Linked DNA regions of Mus musculus: region 2 is linked to region 1. The links are chromatin contacts, called in public HiChIP or PLAC-seq maps. All regions are on one chromosome and are shown on one strand. The core of a region is the stretch at or near the end of the contact, and the rest is flanking DNA. Distances in the headings are between cores, read along the strand shown. Region 1 has its middle 14 kb from the start of Spp2. Region 2 has its middle 55 kb from the start of 1700067G17Rik.

Region 1 (5,325 bases), core at 2,667-5,166:
TGTTGACTGAATGTTTAGGTAGAAGAATGACTGACGCATTAACCCAGATGTGTTTATTTTTATTTGGTCTGGCTATCCACACGCTGCAAATGGAAGCAGAGAGGGGCAGAACAAAGGCTGCCTGGCCTTTTTTTTTAAATGTTTGCCCACTGTTTTATTTATTTATTTTATTTATTTATTTTTATTTTTTGAGAAGAAAACATTTAACTAGCTTTTTAAAAAAATTTTCCCAATTTTATTAGGTATTTTCTTCATTTACATTTCAAATGCTATCTCGAAAGTCCCCCATACCCTCCCCCCCTCCCCTACCCACCCACTCCCACTTCTTGGCCCTGGCGTTCCCCTGTACTGGGGCATATAAACTTTGCAAGTCCAAGGGGCGTCTCTTTCCAGTGATGGCCGACTAGGCCATCTTCTGCTACATATGCAGCCAGAGACAAGAGCTCTGGGGCTACTGGTTAGTTCATATTGTTGTTCCACCTATAGGGTTGCAAACTCCTTTAGCTCCTTGGGTACTTTCTCTAGCTCCCGACTTTTAAAGCCATCCTGGCCTCATAGGTCTCTAACTCACTGGGGTTTCAGAAGCAGAGAGTGGATGGAACACATTTGCATAATGAAAATGGCCAACAGGTGGAAAGTTGAACATTTCACTGTTAGTGAGAGCATTTCACTTCCATTTTACCCTGATGACCAAGGTGCTTGCCATGTCTGAAACCACCAGGAGGAAGGGTCTGGCCTCTACATAGGGACTTGTAAAAAATGAAATGTAAGACAGCACACTGACTGTTCAGACAGAAAAACAGTCAGAGCCTCACCTTCAACTCAAGTAAGGAACTGGACTAGAAGAAGCAAACAAGACTTAGCCTAGTCTATCTGCCAACCCCCACTTAATCAGAGTGTTCACATGTTCATATTTCCACACCATGTCTCCACCAGCTTAAGAAAACAGTCTCTGTACATGGAATGTTCCTGTTGACCCTGAAGAAGAGTTAGACGATGCTTAGAATTTGCTTACATGGTTAATCTACAGGATGTGTGCTCCTGTGACGTCACTATTTCTAACGTAGCTCCTGAAAAGAGCTCATTTGTCAAGTCAAAGGTGCTGCATCTGTTGGTCTGGTTCTAACCATCTGTAGACTTGTCCCCAGAGACTCCTGCATCATGGCGTCAGTGTGAGCACATTAAACCATGGAGGAATTGTCATGTTTATGTGTGGCATTCTAGTGAGAGTAAAAAAATAAAAGTCACTCTTTGCTGAGTTATGGTCATTCCTAAAGGGGTTTGAGTTACTGGGATGATAACCGGCCCACGCTGAGTGCACGCAGAAACAGGTAAACTGCAGCCACAGTCGGCATCCAGGGATTTAGATACTATGGTCCACTTTTTGGTAAGTGTATTAACTACTTCTCTGTTATTGTGACAAAACACCATGATCAAAAGTAACCTCTAGAAGAGTTTCTTCGGGCTATGGTTCTAGAGGGATGAGAGTCTGTCATGGTGAGGAGGCAGGGCAGCGGGCATGGTGACAGGAGCTGCAAGTTCACATCTTGAACCGTATACACAATTCAGTGAGAGCAAACTGGGAGCATGGAGGGAATTTCAATCTCAGAGTGGACCTGTACTTTCTCCATCAAGACCACACGCCTCCCCCAAATATCACCAGCTGGAGACCAAGAGTTCAAAGCCACCACAGTAGGTGTCACTTGTGTAGGCACCCATCTGTCACCTAAAGGTGTTTAGCTTCACTGATTCAGAGCCACATGCCCCATTATGTCACCAGTGTTTTGAGAGGTTACAGGGGTTCAGATGTAGGCTTCTCAGCAGCCTAGCAGATTACCCTGGGCTAACGGCTTTCTTTCATCCTCAAACACACTCTGCCAGAGAGCCACCTGTGCCCAGCATGGGACTGGAGCTGCTGGATATAGCTATGACCCTGCTAGCATTCCTGAGTCCTTCTGCTTCTAAGGGACGTTCCACCCCCATCCCAGGAGGAATCAGGCAAATGTATCCTGATCCACCTGCTTCTTTGTGGTCCACGGGTCATGTGGTTGTCATGAAGGAGACGTAGCACTCCTGAGACCACTCCTGAGATGACCCAGACACTCAGAAGCCTCTGTACCACTAAAAGGAGCAAGTGGTGGAGAAATGGAAGAAGAGGAGAAGCAGAGGAATGGGGCACAATGAAGAGAGGCAGGAACTAGAGTCTTGAGGGCAGCGAGGAACAGCCTGATGTGAGTAGTTGGCAATGTTACCCAGGACCATGGTGGGGTCATGGCCTGTGCTGCAACCGGGGAGGGGCACATATCTGGGTCTATGGCTCTGCAGCAGTAGGGGGTCTGTTATCACCAAAGGCCGGGCAGATAGATGTCCCTGGTCTGGGCTATCATTCTGAGACATGTTGATGTCTGACGGCTTTGCAGAACGGGCTCCACTCCTCACCTGAGCATTGTGGGAGAGCTGGCCCTTGGGAGTATGAGAGTGGGTAAACTGGCCCTGCCTCTAGCCAGCTGTAGTACTCGGAGTATGGCCCACACACTGAGAGTGAGATAGCCCCCAGGATGCAAGCATAAGCCCTGCTGTTTGTCTCCTGTATGGTGACATGGATGAGAGAGAGAGATAACCCTTTCCCCTGCCTTCCTTCTCACCACCTGCAGCAGGCAACAGACCTGGCCCTGAGATCATTAGAGCAGACGAGTTCTGTCTGTCCCTTACCAGCTGTAGCATTCGAGAGTGCAGGCACTGCACCTTGCCAGGGCACAACAGTAGAGCTGATCTTGGCAGTAGATGGGTGTGTGTGTGTGTGTGTGTGTGTGTGTGTGTGTGTGTGTGTGTGTGTGAAACTGAGTGTGTGAGCTTAGGAGATCTGGCTCCACAACTTGTCTGCCTTGCAGTGACGTGGGTGGGTGAGTGGGAGTATCACCCCTGAGTCCATACCATCTATGGCAGGCAGGAGAATTGGCCCGAGGTCATCAAAGCAGGAGGGCTGTCCCTGCCTCTCAGTTGCTATAGCTCTCTGGAGAGCAGGCCCTGCATCTCACTTGAAGAGCACAGTAGAGCTGGCCCTGTATAGGGTTGCAGGTGAGCCAATACCATGGGTGTGAGTATGGGAGAACCGGCCCTGCCTCTTGTCTACTGGACAGTGGTGCAGATGAGGGATGTGGGAGAGACACCCTCCTCTTCTCCTTCACCCCTCACTATCTATGGTGGGCAGGAAAGACAGTCCCAGGGTCATAAGAGTGGGAGAATTGACCATGTCCTTCACCAACTACAACACTCAGGAGAGTGGGTCCTGCGTCTCACTGGGGCAACAGAGCAGAGCTGGCCTTGGTTGCAGGGGTTGGTGGTGGTGAGATGCCCTGAGGGCATGATAATAGAAGAGCCTTTGAGCTGACCAGCTCATATACCTCTCAGATCCAAGGTTTTGAAAGGGCTCATCCCAACATGTACCCCATCAGTGAACGGCTGGAGTGCATGAAGGGGCTGGTCCTACAGGTTCAAAACTACAGGATCTCCATGACACAGGGCAACAACAGTGAATCCGAGAGGAGTCCCAGCGAGGGTCCAGTATTGATAGACTAGCAGAAGCCAGAGGCCTCACACCAGACAGATGAGTCATTGCGATGAACATTTGCAAACAAAGAAGTGTGGACAAAAGGGTGAACTGTGGGACACACTGTGACACACCACAGCTTCCACAGAAAGAATTTTTTCTCTGTTCGGGGGAAGGTTTCAAGGGTAGAGGGCAGGTATGAGGGGAGGGGGAGATGAGTGGGATTAGGTGCATAGTGTGAAATTCACAACGAACCAATTAAAAGTAGAAGGAAAAAAACAAAACCAAAACCAAAGACAGTATCCAGATCTGGGCTGAATTAAGGCTCAGGCAAGAGTACTTGCCCAGTATGTCCAGTATGCATGAGATCCCAGGTTGGCCTCTACCACTGCATTCATACATGCACAGCACACGCAGATCAGGAGAGCACACAGAATTTTCTAGAACATGGCCACGTTGTGCCAGGCAATGAGGTCCTACCTATGTCTGCATCATGCTGAGAGACATGTCCCTAGGACTCAGGGTGGAGGCTGACTTCTCCTCATCAGTGGATCACCACTGATTGCACCCAGTGTCCTAATTCATGGTATTGGGGATTCAGTAGCCCTGCCTTATCTCTGTAGGCTCATTGTGTGACATCCCCTGCCTATCTCACTTCAGGGCAGCTGCCTGGGCATAAAAATCATGGTAGTTGCCTTAGAGTCCTCTTGCCCTATGCTCAGTAGCATGTCCTCCTAGGAGGAGCTGACCACTACCCACGCAAGTGCTCCATACCCTGGGAAGACCAAGCTGCTAGTGCTGCACTACCTCCTTGTAGATTTCCCTCTCCTTTGTTTCATATCTTGGGGGATCTTCTAGAAGAAACTGTAGAGACTCTCTCAGTGATGGGGCAAGTTGCCTTCACTGGGAGCTTCTCTGATGAGGAGATCATGCAAGTAGCCTGTGTTGATTTTCTTGTCTGTAGAATGGCCTCCTTTCCTTGGAGGGGTGAGAAGATTAGATGAGGTAGCCTGGGAGGCTCTGAAATCTCAGCATGGCACTTTGTGCATAGCTCATGTCCCCATTCCTTACTTCTATCAGCCTTTACTATCCCTCCTACCTGAAGTCTCTGACCCCCCCCCACACACACACACACACAAAACCCTGCATGCTTCTGCCAGAGTCCAACTTTAGAGTCACTCCCTCCAAGCAGCCTGTCTTGAGAACTTCTGCCTGCAGAGCAGCCTCTGGTACCTCTGTCTTGTGGAACCTCCCTAATGCCTTTACTCATGGTACCCATACCTCATGCTAAATGAAAACTTCAGCACCTTGACAGACCTATAACCCATTCCCCATCTGCCGTCCTGGTTGGGAGGCTGTGGTTATTGGTCCTCAATATATTCTGTTTAGACTGCCCCTCCCCCTGGAGGGCTGTGGAGTTCTTGAGGGAGAGCCATCATCCAGCTGGCTTGTTCTGTTCTTTCTGTATGGACACTGCAGGCACCCAGTAAGGATTGCGTGCTTGAACAGCACCATTCTTCAGCATGCCCTGGGATGCCCCCAGGCCCTTGTTCCTTCTCTCTCTCTCTCTCTCTCTCTCTCTCTCTCTCTCTCTCTCTCTCTCTCTCTCTCTCTCTCTCTCTCTCTCCCTCCCTCCCTCCCTTCTTCCCTCTTGCCTACTTGAAATATTTCTTAGCACATCCTATTTCCTTGTGTTTCCAGTCCATGAGTTCTTCCTCACATGAGGATGGAAGCAAGTCTGTGGATTTGATGACAACCCTGCCAGCCTGTCTGTG
Region 2 (5,613 bases), core at 781-3,280, 570 kb after region 1:
GGACTGTCACCCAGGGTATGTAAGCCAAATAAACCCTTTTGTCCCCAAGTTTGCTTTTGGTCCTGGTTTTGTTCCAGCAATAGGAACCCTGAATTTGTCTAATCATCTGTTTTCTACTCCTCTTACAATGCCTTCTGGTCCCAAGCATGCGACTCTATGTAGCCCTAGGATCGGTTGACTGAGGTAGAAACAATGAGAACCTAGCTTACTGATGATTGTACAAGACATGTAGGCACCACCCAGAAGGGGACAGCTGCAGCATTGCAACCTTCTGCTGGGACAACCCTGAAAGACATCAGTGAAGGGGAATCTTCACAGTGGCCAGAGCTTCAGGCAGAACACATGGTCGTATGATATTTTTGGAAGGAGAAAGGGCCAGATGTTCCATTGTTCACTGATTCATGGGCTGTAACCAATGAATTGGCTGGTGGGTCAGAGACTTGGAAAGAGTGTAATTAGAAAATTGATGAGAACGACATCTGGAGAAGAAGGATATGGCTAGATCTCTCCAAATGGCCAAAGGAAGTGATGATACTTGTGTCCCTGTAAGTGATCACTGAAAGGTGACTTCAGCAGAGGAGGAGCTCAGTAATCAAGTGGATAAGATGACCTGTGGGCAGTCAGCCTCTTTCCCCAGACATGCCTGTCATTGTCCAATGGGCCATGAACAAAGTAGTCAGGGTGGCAGAGATGGAGGTGTGTGGGGGCTCAACAACATGGAGTTTCACTCATCAAGACTTTCCTAGCTACAGCTGCTGCTGAGTGCCAGATCGGCCACTAGCAGAGGCCAAGACTGAACCCCAGATGTGACACCATTTCCTGGGGTTATATAGTACAGACACCAAGACCCCTCCCCCCGAAGGGGACGCTCAGTCTAAAACTTTGAGTACTATATTTCTTAACTTCCTTCTTTCCCCTCCTTCTTCTTTCTCCCCCTCTCCCTTTCTATCCAGTCCTTCAGCAAATCCTATCACACAGGGGAGCCTGGTCTCATGCATCTCTAGTGCCTGACTCCACTGTCACCCTGCGTCAAGTACCCATCACATCTTGCCCAAATCCTCCCCCTTCCTCCTCCTTGCACCATCTCTATCCCCAGCTCTCCAGTTGTCTCCCCACATGGCTGTCATAATGTCTCGTTCTCCCATAAGAGCCTAGCCATGACAAGATCTGTTTCAAAGATCCCTGTCTCCTATCAAACTCATAATCACCTTCCAGAGGTCTGCTAATCCCTCTCCAGCAAGTTCTAAGCCTCCTTCCCCTTTTTTCCTGGTCCACCTCTCTTCTGTTACAGACCCCTTGGCTGTGCTGGTGAGTCCAGGCACACATCTCAAATGTCCACTGTATTCTCCTGTCATGCCACCCTCCTCCTCATACAACCTCTCTCCCACTGTCCACGTAGCTCCTTGCTTCCTGAGCCACCACAGAGAGCCCAGAAGCCCATTGGCTCGCACAGAGTTCTATAACGTCAAAGCTCAGGCCTGCCGTGCCCAGGGTTTACCATTACACTGAACTGTGCCCTCTACCACTGGCCATTGACTATCATGTCCAGGAAAGACTATTCACATATGAGTGAGTGGTACCACTTGAGGATTCTTCCTCACTCTTTCCCAAAAGTAAAATGTTTGGTCACACTAGAACTGAAGTCACAGATGGTTATGAGCCACCATGGAGGTGCTGGTACCAAACCCAGGTCCTCTGCAAGAGAAGCAAGTGCTCTTCATCACTAGTCTGTCTCTCCAGCCCCCAAAGTCAACAAGTTTTGATGAATATTGGAGTGAACTGGGAAGAGTCCCAGTTGCCAGCACTGTCTGGGGAACTTTATCAGTGAGTACAGTCTGAGTCAAGTTCATCGTCTGAATGATGTGTCAGAGCACCTAACACAAGCTACTTGTTTTTCTCTTTGGCTCTCAGGACTTCTGAGAAATCCCCTTTGGATATTGTCACAGCTCTGTGGCTCAGAGGCAGCCCTCAAGTGCCTTTCTCCGGCAGGGCTCTGCTGTCAGGAATAATGAATGGGTGGTTGGGAGAGGAGCGAGTTTATTTGGCTAAGTGCTGGAGTCCCTAAGAGCAGATGACAAAGTGTTGCCCTCTGCCTGGGGGCAAGGTCTTTGGCTGAGGGCAGCCTTGGCTACGTTAATAAAGTGTATTCAGGAAGATGACTCTCCAGACAGGGACAGGAAGAGGTCATCTGAGAACTTTGGAGGTAGCAAAGCATGCCAAAAACTAGCTATTGAACGCACCCTGAAAAGCCCAAACGTATGTTTTTATAACCACCGAAAGGTGGAAGTACTGTTTCTAAGACACAAATCAATAATACATCATTTTCAGCCAACGATCCATAGCGTATGAATGTCAAAATCCAGAGGTGTGGGAGGCGTCAGAAGAAGTGGGAGTTTTCGTTCCCACAGAAGATTTCCATCCCCGGCTGGGGAAGCTGACACGCTCCATGTGCAGATCGCGCTGCCCACTTCTTAGTAACATGGGCAATGGAGAGTGAAATTGAGAAACCCTTCTGAGTGTCCATGGGTGACCCAGTGAGGGACTAGCCACCAAGCCCTTCTTAAAGCACAGAGTAGAATTTGTACCCCCTAACACAGATGACCTGTATACTTCCAGATGCTAAGAGTAAGTACGCATGAGCACAGAAGTGTAGGGGCAGGGTGGGGGGTGCTCTAGGCCGCAGAGTTCTAACTCGCCTGACTCCATCTGTCTTTATTCTATACAGATGACCTGACCAGAAAGCTTGGCTCTGGGTGTACGTGCTCATTCACACTTAAACAAAGCAACATTTCATGTATGTGTGTGTGTGTATACATATACATATACATATATATATATGATCACTAGCATTAAGAGGGAACATTTTATACATATATGTTGTATTCTTATAAATGTATATAGGCACACATCTCTACATTTAGTATATACATGTTTATGTATGTATATGTGTACACACATACAGATATATGGGGAAATGAATTTATTTGTAGTTTTAGAACTGGGAAAAGAAGAATTATTCACCTCTCCATCGTGACTACGATGACGTCATAACTCATAGAGGAAGCAGAGAAAAGCCAGTAAACACACAGATGCAGTGTCAACAGCCATGGGACATCCCAGGGTGGTCTTTGTGCTTCTTCCAAGTGTTGGGGCTCCTGGCCTCAGAGTCATTTCCTCCTACAGACTAGGACCCTAGTCCCTAGAGCCCCTTGCTTGTTCTGTGGGTCTGAGAAATTTGGGAAGCTGTACCATCTGGTTATCCAGCTACCATTGAATTAACATGTGGGCTCCACACAAGAGCACCTGATGCACATCAGTGGAAAAAGGAGACACCGCCTGGGCCCAGAAGACACACCGGTAAGCAGACCACATGCAGGAGCCAAGGTGGGGGAGACCTACCTGCCCTCTGCATCCATTTATATAAGACAAGAAGCATTCTGGGATTTCTTCAGCTGAGTCTCTACTTTACCCAGGCATTCTTGACACTTTCCCCTAGTCTCTGGATGAACCTTTTTCTTCAGAGTCATGGCCAATTAAGTCGTTCTATGCAATGGTCTCATATAGTGGGGGATGGGTGTGCCCCTTGGTCATTCTCATCCCAGTGTAAAGAAAGGGCCTCTTTCTTCCAAAAACTGAACAACAAAAGGCACTTAGAAAAAAGTGGCCCTTTAAGTTTGGGTCACATGTATGACCCTAGCATCAGGGACAATGACAGAACTACCCATTTAAGGACAGTCTGGGCTATATAGCAAGACTATTATCTCAAACACACACACACACACACACACACACACACACACAAAACTAACCACCAAGAACAAAAGGAGTGGTCATTCAGTTATGTTTTCCTGGAGTCCAGTGTGGATGTGACAGCCAGCACCTCAGGCCAAATGCTGCAGGACTGGGACAGACCTTAACAACAAGGGTGGAACTGATTTGCCTATGAAGCAGGCTCCATTCTGTCAGGAGACCACAGTTACAAGTCTTCTGCTGCAATCCCAGTCCCAGAGAAAGCATATTACTGCACATACAATGAATGGGAGTGGGGGTGGCGGGGAGTTGAAAACAAGTTAGGGATCATCTCGAAAGTTCCAAGTTAATTCTTTCCTGGAGTCTGATTTCTGTGGATTCTTGTCATCTGGAATGTCAAGAACTGCACTTGAGCTATCCAGTTGTCATTGTCTTCATGTTGTTTGTGGTGATAACGTCTTCAGGATGCTTTGCATGCATGCAGCAGAACTGCAGACTGTGAAGACTACAGAAATAACTGCGTCTCTTCTTACGAAGAGCACAAGCACAGTTGACTACTTCATAAACATACTTTGACCTTCAGCTCTATTTCATATGTTCAGGAATAGTACAATTGGGTGCGGGGAACATCTTTAAAATGGCCTCCATATCCTACGTATACACTGAAATCTCAGTCTCTTATGAGTGTGTGCACACGCTGTGTAAGTTTGGATGCATCTATGCTGCATCATGCGTGCAGAGGTCAGAGACAACCGTGGGTGTCCACTTTCACCTACTACATTCTTTGAGAAAGAGTCTCTTGGTTGCTCACCTCTGCATACACCAGTTTAACTGGCCCACGAAATGCCAAGGGTTCTCCCATCTTCCCATTTCCACCTTGTCACAGAAGCACTGGGACTTCAGATGGCCACTACCACACCGGGCTTTTTCATGGGTACTGGGGATTAGAACTTAGGTTCTCATCTTTTTTTTTTTTTTTTTTTTTTGGCAAGCTCTTTCCCCACTGAGCCCTCTCTCGGTCCCTGAAATCTTATTTTCATATTCATTCTGAAGCAAAGAAGAGTAAACTAAGATCGCTGTGATGGTTTCTGCCTGGCCTGGCTGTTCCCGGATTCTTGGCACCTTGGTCAAAGAATCGAAGACGCATGGTATAAATAGCAAAGTAGCCAGGAGTTTGAAAGTCTAGAGGGAGTGCATCAAAGGGAACAGCGGGCCCTACGCAAGCAGGCAGCTCAGGAGCATCTGCTCACTGCCCGGGGTCTCCTTTTGGAGGCAGGAGGAAAAGAAGCTTTTGTTAGAGGTAGGTGGTAGGTGGCTTTCTGATTTGATTGACAGGCTGTGCAAGCCTTTATTCAGTGCAACTGATTTTAATCATATGTGCGCTAAATGCTGCATAGTCAGAGATGGTACATAGATTTTTGGTTTGGGTTTTTTTTTTCCCCCAATAAAAGTTTCCTCAGAGGTCATAGTTAACCTAATTATACATGCATCCAGAAGTAGTCTAGACTTGACTGGTACACTGTCCCTACTTTCAGGATCCATTTAGTCCCAAAAGGCAAGTTGCTAAAACACTAGGGAGCTATTAGGGCTGAGCAGCCAGTTGCTCTCTTGGGTGCAGGATGTACTTGTAGCTCCATACCAGGATCCTAGATTTCTATGTGCCTTGTGGAGAAGGGGATGTTGGTGGCTCAAGCTGGGTCCTAGCTTGTTAAACCCTTCCTACCTACCTGCCCCAAGATTCTTCCATAGTGACTGACAAGAGAGGTCGCCTGTATTCTCCAGCAATACATAGAGTACTTATGTCAGCGATCTGATGTCATTAATTCTGTATGTTAAGACCAATAAACTTTTATAAAACCTGTA

Evidence for each region. HiChIP or PLAC-seq counts read pairs in DNA pulled down with a chosen protein or histone mark.
Region 2: a FOXA1 HiChIP or PLAC-seq map of pancreatic cancer cells shows a contact between it and region 1. The contact joins two enhancer-like sites. A contact is called at or near these places in 10 of 39 promoter capture datasets (the 3T3-L1 cell line, cranial neural crest, embryonic stem cells and 4 more), 1 of 115 datasets of contacts at active chromatin or transcription factors (pancreatic cancer cells) and 1 of 9 other capture datasets (liver).

What each region holds. Positions count from the first base shown.
Region 1 is chr1:88,389,930-88,395,254 of GRCm38.p6, forward strand. No RefSeq gene overlaps it. Among named protein-coding and RNA genes, the nearest start is that of Spp2, 14 kb to the right of the region's middle. Within about 2 kb of position 3,917, at least 6 of the 459 cell types and tissues checked have an H3K27ac peak or open chromatin away from gene starts, as enhancers often do. A contact at or near this core is called in pancreatic cancer cells, where this site is marked.
Region 2 is chr1:88,957,896-88,963,508 of GRCm38.p6, forward strand. No RefSeq gene overlaps it. Among named protein-coding and RNA genes, the nearest start is that of 1700067G17Rik, 55 kb to the right of the region's middle. Within about 2 kb of position 2,031, at least 14 of the 459 cell types and tissues checked have an H3K27ac peak or open chromatin away from gene starts, as enhancers often do. A contact at or near this core is called in pancreatic cancer cells, where this site is marked.